3 separate regions of the Anser cygnoides genome follow, and all the other regions are linked to region 3. Evidence: chromatin contacts called from public Hi-C data. All regions are on one chromosome and are shown on one strand. The core of a region is the stretch at or near the end of the contact, and the rest is flanking DNA. Distances in the headings are between cores, read along the strand shown. Region 1 has its middle 200 kb from the start of MYC. Region 2 has its middle 190 kb from the start of MYC. Region 3 has its middle 19 kb from the start of MYC.

The links. Hi-C and Micro-C count contacts between places; a contact is called where the count stands out from the background.
Region 1: a Hi-C map of liver shows a contact between it and region 3, with 4 times the contacts expected there. The contact joins two enhancer-like sites. A contact is called at or near these places in 2 of 7 Hi-C or Micro-C datasets (both in liver).
Region 2: a Hi-C map of liver shows a contact between it and region 3, with 2.4 times the contacts expected there. The contact joins two enhancer-like sites. A contact is called at or near these places in 2 of 7 Hi-C or Micro-C datasets (both in liver).

The regions. Positions count from the first base shown.
Region 1 is chr2:152,965,178-152,968,148 of Taihu_goose_T2T_genome, forward strand. No RefSeq gene overlaps it. Among named protein-coding and RNA genes, the nearest start is that of MYC, 200 kb to the right of the region's middle. Within about 2 kb of position 1,459, at least 1 of the 3 cell types and tissues checked has open chromatin away from gene starts, as enhancers often do. A contact at or near this core is called in liver, where this site is marked.
Region 2 is chr2:152,984,572-152,987,459 of Taihu_goose_T2T_genome, forward strand. No RefSeq gene overlaps it. Among named protein-coding and RNA genes, the nearest start is that of MYC, 190 kb to the right of the region's middle. Within about 2 kb of position 1,555, at least 1 of the 3 cell types and tissues checked has open chromatin away from gene starts, as enhancers often do. A contact at or near this core is called in liver, where this site is marked.
Region 3 is chr2:153,150,780-153,153,709 of Taihu_goose_T2T_genome, forward strand. No RefSeq gene overlaps it. Among named protein-coding and RNA genes, the nearest start is that of MYC, 19 kb to the right of the region's middle. Within about 2 kb of position 1,657, at least 2 of the 3 cell types and tissues checked have open chromatin away from gene starts, as enhancers often do. A contact at or near this core is called in liver, where this site is marked.

The DNA of each region.
Region 1 (2,971 bases), core at 209-2,708, 190 kb before region 3:
GCCAATCCTTGTTAAAAGTCCCTTGCTTGCTTATGTCACAACGTCATTTGTACTGCGCCGCCAAAATATTCACAGGATGCCAAAGAGCTGACTTTCTGTGAGATCTTGGCAATCCTTCAAGGTTGTTGTCACAAAATGTAGTTCTCCTCTCCAAACAAAAGTTTGTTGGTAACAACTCATTGTCCATCAAATCAGATATTACCCGTCTAGTGCCATCAACATGACACGTTGTCCATACATGAAGCAGCAGGTCCCAAACCTGACCAGGGGTGCACAACTACACAACAGTCAGGAGCTGAAATTTGCTGCCTGTTTTTGAGATGTCCCTGCTGCAGACTTCTAGCCTGTTGTGCAAGAGCTTCCTGAATGCCCTCCATTGTAGGCATCTGGCTCTGCTTGCAGCTTTCCAGAGAAGTGCAGCCCCAGAGCATGCTCTCGGGTGGGCCAGGAAGCTGCATAGAGGGCTGCAGAGGCAGGCTTCGGAAAATCAGTACTCAGCACTTATGGCCTCTCCAAGGAAGGCAGCATATTCCTACTAAATCTGCATTAGCTGGATACATGTCATGAAACTGTCACCCTGACACACTCCTAAGGGGAAAGTTTGTACAGCTCGTATCACAACACATCTTCCTGGATCCTCTTAGTCTTCCACTGCAGCCATACCATTAAAGCCAAGTTAAGCTAAGGAATGCACCCCACAGGACCTTCTGCTGAAACAGGTGCAATTTAAGGCCTCTTGCTGGTCCTTGCGTGCAATATCTTCTTTGTAATTCACTGTGACGGAGGATCCCAGCTATTAAATTAACAGGTGTGAATGGCACAGCAAGACTAGGACAAGGAAAGACAGAGTTGTCGTTGTATTTAAATGCAAATTATTACAATTTAAATGCATTTTCTTTGTAGGACATTACACTGTTTCTCACTGTGTTTCATAGGAAATAAAGTAAAATGAAAGCCAGGACTAGTAATTGCAGAAAGACAATGTATACAGGGAAGCTGGTTTTACCTGAATAATATAAACTGATCTTCAAAAGCTCATTAACAACAGAGTCGTACTGTTTATTTTTATTGCAGTTGTGATTTTTAGGATTAGGACTATCAATATTTATTCATGTTTAACAGAACACAAACATCCGGTCAGTCCTGGCAAAGTGATATCCACTGAACTGCAATTTCATTGCACTTTAGTCATAGATCAAACAAAGGTCCCATTTATAGTAGGAGGGTAAAAGTACAACAGAGTCGGTAACAAGTGTGGCTATTGCCATAATACCTAATCTGTTGTAAATGACATATGAAGTTCTTTGTGAACCCAGCTATTGTCAATGGCAGGGGCAAAATCTGTGGTTTTTACCCGGTCAAACTCAGGTCTTACTAGAAATAAGGACTAGATGTGTGACTGCTTCTCCAGGTAAAAGCACCTTAGAAACTGAGGCAGATTATTTGGCAAACTGCTATTTCCACGTGAGGTTTCTCCAGATAACACTCCTTGCTGTTGCTTAATGGGTTTGAATTTGGGTCTTTTCAGCTGTTTTTTCCCAGGAAGTCTGTACAGTATACACCCTGAAGGTCTTGCCCAGGACACCTGACCACGTCTGCTGCCAGAGCTGCTCAGGACTGCAGATATATCTGTAGGGTCCAATATCCAGGGCTGAGGGACTCTGACCTAAGCAAAAGCTCCAAGTATGACTACATACTTAAAAATAGCAAAGCTAAACAACACGCATACCGGGCGAAGCGTGCTGAATGACATGGATTTGCCAGGATAGCTGAACTCAAGGAAGATTTGAGGGGTACTCTGTGGCCTTAGCCATATGAGCAATTATTTGTTGTTACGAAAAGTATTTGAGAGCTTGCCAGTGCATTCACTCTCACAGCACCCCAGGATGTGGCAAAGTGCTGCCAGCCTTCCTGGGGGCTGGGGGAAAGGAGGAGGTTGCACAACCTGGCCAGGGGAGCTACGGTCAGGCAGCCCAGCAGCACCTGCTGCTCGCACCTCTCCGCGGTCCTGGTGGCGTGCCAGCCACCTCACCTCCTGGGCTCACAGTCTTGCTGTAATTCACCCCCCTCATAGACTGAGAAATGCAGTGCAGTTTCTCCTTCCCTCAAATATTTAGGGGTACGTGATTTTACGTAAAATATTGCAAAAAAATAACAAGGGAATTGCTAAGGAAAACATTTTCTGCCAGAAGACATTAACACACCTTGGAGTGTGGTTAGTCTCACTCCAGGGGTTTAAAGAAGTTTAGCATGATAGAATTTCATAAATAGTAATATGTAAAGTACAAATCACTAATAAAAAATACTATTAATACTTTTTTTTGTGGATTTCCCAAAGCTGTTTCTCTGTCTTATGTAAACTGCATGCTCCTCAGGGCAGAGACTGCTTGGAGTCTGTGGCATGGACATCACTGAGTAGAAAAACTAATGAAGAAAGAAAATTAATTTCTTCATTTACTATTCTGACTATCAAAAATGCTCAAGGGGGACACAACAATGTGAAAAGTGAGGAGAAAATACAGCATATTTTATACATTTATTTTCATCTCCGGATGATTTTGACCACAAGAAAGTATTTGCCCATGATAGATGAACTGAGTTGCCATTCCTGTTAATATACTACTGTTTAATGATTTCTTTTCAGTATTCATTTTAATACAGTCAATGTTTACTTAGAAGGACATTAATAACACCAGGATATCTATCATATAGGAAATGGCTAATGAAATCTGTTTCATTTGTCAGTGGATGTTTATGTTTCAAAGCCGCATTGGATTGTTTATGCAAGATTTAGGGGAGAATGTTAGTGTTTCATTAGTGACTAATAACGAGAGTGAAGTTAAATGGCAATTAGTATGGATTTTTATTATTATTACTATTGCTATTATTTACATTACATCAGGACTCCCTTGGGCTGCAGATCGATGCTTGAAGCAGCTCAACTGTTGCTGCAAAGACTTCAGAATGAGAC
Region 2 (2,888 bases), core at 305-2,804, 170 kb before region 3:
GGTGGAGCCTCGTCTGAGGGTAAGCATTGTTGGTATAAAGATGCCAGAACCCAAATGTTTGTGGAAATCCACTGATTAATACACAGATCTGAAAGTGAAGGCTTTGCTCGCCTACCATTCTCCTTGGCAGGAGGATAGACAGTGGATTTTCTGAGATGCATATGTGGGGGAGACAGCTCTGGTGGTTGTTCTGCCTGGATTTGGGACCATCGAGCATTCAGACTGCCACCAGCCTGGCAGCTCTGGGAGACCACACTCTTCTGAGGCACTCAAGGTTTTGGGTGCCAGCAACACTAAAGAAAAGGAGAGGTCCTGACAAGCTGAAATTTCTTCGGAAACTTTTGAGGCACCCTGAGAGAGACCAGTCTCCAGGACTAGCAGGGAACTAGGAGCGTAGAAGCCCTGAAAGGCATTATGAAGTTAGTAAGTTCAGCATATGTATTCATATATGATTTTTTTTTTTAATATATTTCAATTCTTTAAAACAGAGCATGAAAAATGCTACTTTTTTTTTTTTTTAAGCTTTCTAGCCCATAAGGAATACAAAACTTGTGTTTTGGTTTTGAAATAGCAAGGGTTTTCCTCGTCTTCAACTCTAATTCACACCTAGGGCTATGCTATAGCAAGAGGCTATTAATCTAGTGGATAAATTCAGCCACCTTTTTTTTTTTTCCTGATAAACTAAGCTAACATCAGGTCATTGCAAGGGCTTGAAACTGAAACATAACAATGGAGTAATGAATGGTTGTAGAACAGACAAACTTTTAGAAAACAAGCCCAATAGAGTCAGTATTGGTGCTAGTATGAACTTTCATGTTCAAAAAGTACTCTTTACTCATGTCTAAACACTGACACTATTTCTAACTCTGGGAATGCCTAAGCCACAAATCCCTTTAAGAAGACAGAATGGAGGGATTGCTGCATACTTACCCTGTTCTTACTCTCTTCTGTAGCCTATACTTTTCCTCCTATCCACCCTCAGAGACAGGATGCTGGGCTAGAGGGCCCTTTCGGCTGACCCTGTACAGCTGCTCTGGTGTTCCTCTATTTATGCTACATTTCAGAGGAAGTGATTTTCTCTTATTCCCCATCTTTTCAACAAACAGTAAAGCCCTCCAATACCATTTTTGACAGAGTGCAACCTAAATGCTTGCATTCAAGGATTAGTCACACGCTGCTGGAGTGAAAACAAAGAAAATGTAAACAGCTAGTGCTTTTGCCAGAAGTATGCAAGAGTCTGTGTGGGAAAGGATATGATATAAGAGCTTGTGTGATCATACATTCTTTTATTAAAATAAAACCTTTCACAACAATTCCTAACATGATTTTTTTTTTTCAAGTATCACCACTCATTAAACAAAGCTTGCCTGTGCAATTATCAAATATGTAAGACTTGTGATATCAGTTAGATTTCTCTATGGGTGTATTTCACATTGTCGTTTAATTATTAACTGACTCCATCGTGTTTGCTTTCTATATGTGTTCTTTATTTCAGGAATACATCTTGCAATATTAAATGAAAAGACAAACTCAGTCAAGAATCTGAGGAATAAGATGAAAAGCAGGTTGTATATGGTTTCTCACCTGCTTTCTCTCAGCTATCCCAAATTCTCACTGCAGCCAAGTCAGAGAAATAAAACAAAATTCTCTGTGGAGAGTTACACCAGGCTTTGAGGTAGAAGATTCTCCTTCATCCACGTCTTTCTCAACCCAGTCTCAGTGATCTCACCAGAATGAAACAAAAAATGTCGTGCCATGAAGCTTTAAAGAAAAAATACTGGCTATTACGATAGACAAGGACAAAGTTAATTCTAATTTGCAGAGTGTTGGGTGCAGCTGTTTATTTGTCCCAACACATAGTTCAGATGACCTCTTCATGAAACACAGAAGTGTGATAAATAGAAAAGTCAAAGAACAACTAACTGTTCATCAGTGTCAAATAAGTTCATTTTGAAATTGCTAAATCAGACTATTTTGATTCAGAGTGGGGAGGAGAAACAAGGTGACATTGGCACTGTTCACACAACTACCTCGCAGTGAGGTCTGCAGTCTCCTTTTCTAGCATCTCCACGGTAAGGTAGCCTATTGCAATGCAGAAGGCACATGTTCGTATCTCCTCTTCACTCTGCTTAGAATTTACCTGAATCAAAGACTTTTTCTTTCTCAGAAGAGGTGCTGACTGAGAAGTTTACCGCTCTTTCTGAAGTGGTACTTTTTTATGTTTAAGTCACTCGAAGAGTCACTGGAACCCACAGGTACCACTTCCAGGTGAGTGCCCTTAAGGCAGGCTATGCTTGTGTCTTCAACATAAATGTATGTGTACATAATTGTAAATGAATACTTATAGGTTGATATAAAATAAAAGCACTTCAATAGGAGTGGATAAGAAGGCACCAGCCCAGAATACCTACAGACCTGTGTTCACTCACAAAATGAGATATCAGATTTCAAATCCCTGCTTTACTATAATTAGAAAGGGTATCAACCCTTCTCAAAATATCTTAAGTGAGGGCTTTAAGTTAAAAAAAATGTAGAGTTAAATGTGAGTTTGTATTAATTTCCTTCCCAGAATAATTGTTCCAGAATAAGCAAAATAATTAATTAATTTTACCTTTGATTTACCAAAGGTTTAAAAAAAAAAAAAAAAAAAAAAACAGTTTCAAAACAGTTTCACGTCAACCTACAATTTCGGAGGGTCTTTGTGTGAAGTTTCCTGGGAGACAACTAAGCCAAGAAAACCCATGAGAATACTTTCCCGTTCTCTTTACCTTGTGTCCCAGCAATCCAACATGCAGCAGGGGCTTCCCCATAATCCAGATAGCCTCCGAAGCAGACAGCTATCAGATGGAGTACCTGCAGCTCTGAAGCTGAAAAGACTTCGAGATGGA
Region 3 (2,930 bases), core at 407-2,906:
CATCGTATCTTCTCTCCTAATCCTGATATGAGTGGTAGCTTTTCTCAGTAAACTACACAGGCCCCTGAGGTCCCACAGCAAGAATGAGGTCAGGTCACCTTGCTGCCAGTGTCTGGGATGAGGCATGATGTGAGCAAGTGAGCGACTCTCCCACATAATACATGAGACTTGACAAGTCTGAATGTAGCCAAGTAGGTTTTAGACCTTCCAGGGATTCCCTTCAAGCAAGTTGATTTCCATCAAAGGTGACACAGCTAATCTCTTCTACCCTGTGCCCTTCAGGGAAAGGAGAGAGGAGCAGAAGCATAGCCTGGCCTGCAGAGTAGTTCATACCATGGCTAGCAGCATGCTTTCACTGCATTTGGCCTCTTTGCCCTATGCCAGAGCTTCACACTCTTCTTTGCCACAAGCACATCAGCTCCTTCTCCAACCAAGAGAGAAAAGGAAGGAGAAAAGAGGCAAATTAGAGATTCCCTAGTCAGCAATCCTTGCAAAAAATATTCTCTTTCAGCCAATGTAAAATGAAACTCTAAAACTTGTAAGATATCAGACCAATAGACTTTTACACTTGTGGAATTTTATAGCATCCATACCGGCACTAATCTCACTATGAATGGTTCAGATGTTTCGGATCATCCAGGCAGTATAACACCAACTGCTGAATTTCAGCCAGAATTTCACCCACATCAATCCCAGTACATTCAGTTCAGCAGATTGCTTGGGCAACACCTTCTTTCAGCTCAGTGAGATCTTTGATATGTATGCAGATGGTTCCTTTCTATTTCCTTTGAGAAGGATGGCTAATGTTGGAGGAAAAGGGAAGACAACAACAACAAAACCGTCTCCCTCAGTGCACCTCCCTCCCCACCCCAGAAAGTCAGCAAGGAATTCTGAGCAATTTGCATCAGAGGCGCTTCCATTTTATGCAAACTGCCATAAAGAGGAAAACACCAGGTGACAGCTCCATACTGGAGATGCTGCAGCCCTCAGTGGGCTTATATAAAAAGCCATAATACACATAAAAGTCTAATGTGCCTTCAAAATTACCTCATCTTTTATTTAGAGGTTATTTCACCCTTGTCTTCCTTTATCGCTCTTTATACGAGTGAAGTGGGGAAGCTGGACAAAATTGAGGCAATTTAGGTTACTAAGTGGAACTAGAGTTTATGGTCAAAGTTAGGCTCTGGAGGAAGAATTCCCCACTGCCACCCCCGCAGCCAACCTAAAGCTCTGCAGTCAGCTTTATTGAGGTGTTTATTCCCAGATCCAGCCCCCACCTTTCACCTGCTGATAAGGTTTGTCTACTAAAAGAGGAAAATACAAACAGAAAGATACGGAGGGCAGCTGGATGAAGGATAAAAATAGCAGCAGGACTTTTTGTAGTAGTGTCCTTTGTACCATTAGAGAAAATCCTGGCAGCATTTCTGTTTCACGGGGTCGGCATCTCCAAGGGGATCTACACACACATGCACGCACACACATGGATACATACACATAGAAAAGAGGCTGTCGGCTGAGTTTTGGGCATGTCAGAGCCATGAGTTAGAAATCAGCTTGAACTACGCAAAGACAACACCCAGGAAAACAGTGGAAAACCCCTCCTGGAGCACAGGGCAATGGAGGATGCAGGAGAGAAGTCAGTTCTTCCGCTCCCAGCTCCGACCTGCTTGGCAGCCTGAACTCACACTGTTTTCCCCTATCTTTTTGTTGTCTCCCCTCCACCCCTCACCTATTTTGAGGCTATTTGGAGCAGACTGTCTCTCTATACAGCACCTGGAAGACTGATTATGATCTCTAGCCTCTACCATAGCATAAATAGTGAGACTCCAGTTGGCTCCAAGGTCCGCATAACTCACCGACTACTGAGAAGTTAAAAGTTCCTACTTGGAAAAAAAAAAAAAAAAAAAGAGCTATTAATTTTAAAATTAGCAGTAGCAGCAGGTCCACAGCTAATATTTTCCTATTTAAAACAGAAACAGTGCCAAAGAGCAAGATGGAGTCATTGAGGAAAAAAAAAATGCCGTTATTATTTTTTTGTCCTCTCTAGAAAATACTTTATATTCCCAGTTAACCCTCTTATGCTTGCTGGTATAAATTATCCCTGAATTTATGGGGATTTAGGCAGCATTTGCACAGAGATTGATTGTCTCCTAACGGTCTGCTGTAACCTTCCCGTGAAGCTGCTAATACTGGGTATCTTCCAATAGATCCCAGTCCCAGGTCTGTAATTCCCACTCTGCTCCAGCATTTCTATTGTATTCTGTTCCTCTGAAGGCATTTTCAAACGACTATTATAACATAATCTGACAATGATATCATTGATGCTCCCCCCTCATCTGGCCAGATTTGGAAAACTCCCTGCAAACTGCTGAGCAAGCAGACTGCTGGCTCCTGTTTCTTGAAGGGATGGAAGAAAAGTGCCAGATCCAAGTATCTAAACTCTGACTTTCAGAAGAACTGAGTTATGCAGTGAATTCAAATTCTGAAAGTTCAGTTCAGACATAATTTAAGTGCAAACTTGTGTTTTCTGGGATACATATAAGTGGCACTAAATCAAATGTTTTCTTAAGTTGACTAAGAATTGATTTAGTTCCTTTAGGTAGATATTCTTTAGTTTGGTTTAGAGGATGACACAAATGTAGCTTAACTCAGTAGTTAATCAATAACATAATTTTGATCCCTAACTAAATGAAGCTTGATAAATATCAGACACTTTTAAATTGTGTTTAATTAGTGTTTATGCATGTATTTGCAGGCTCTGATTCATAAGCTGTGGCAACTCCATGCTGAAGTAACCTAACCTTGTCTTTCTGCTAGAAGTTACTGCCCCATGTCCATTTCAGAGGCAGCAGATAGCCCTCAGACATGCAGGGTCCGTGTGACCTCCTCCTAACGGGAAGCAATCTCCTAAACCTTATCACAATGTCCAC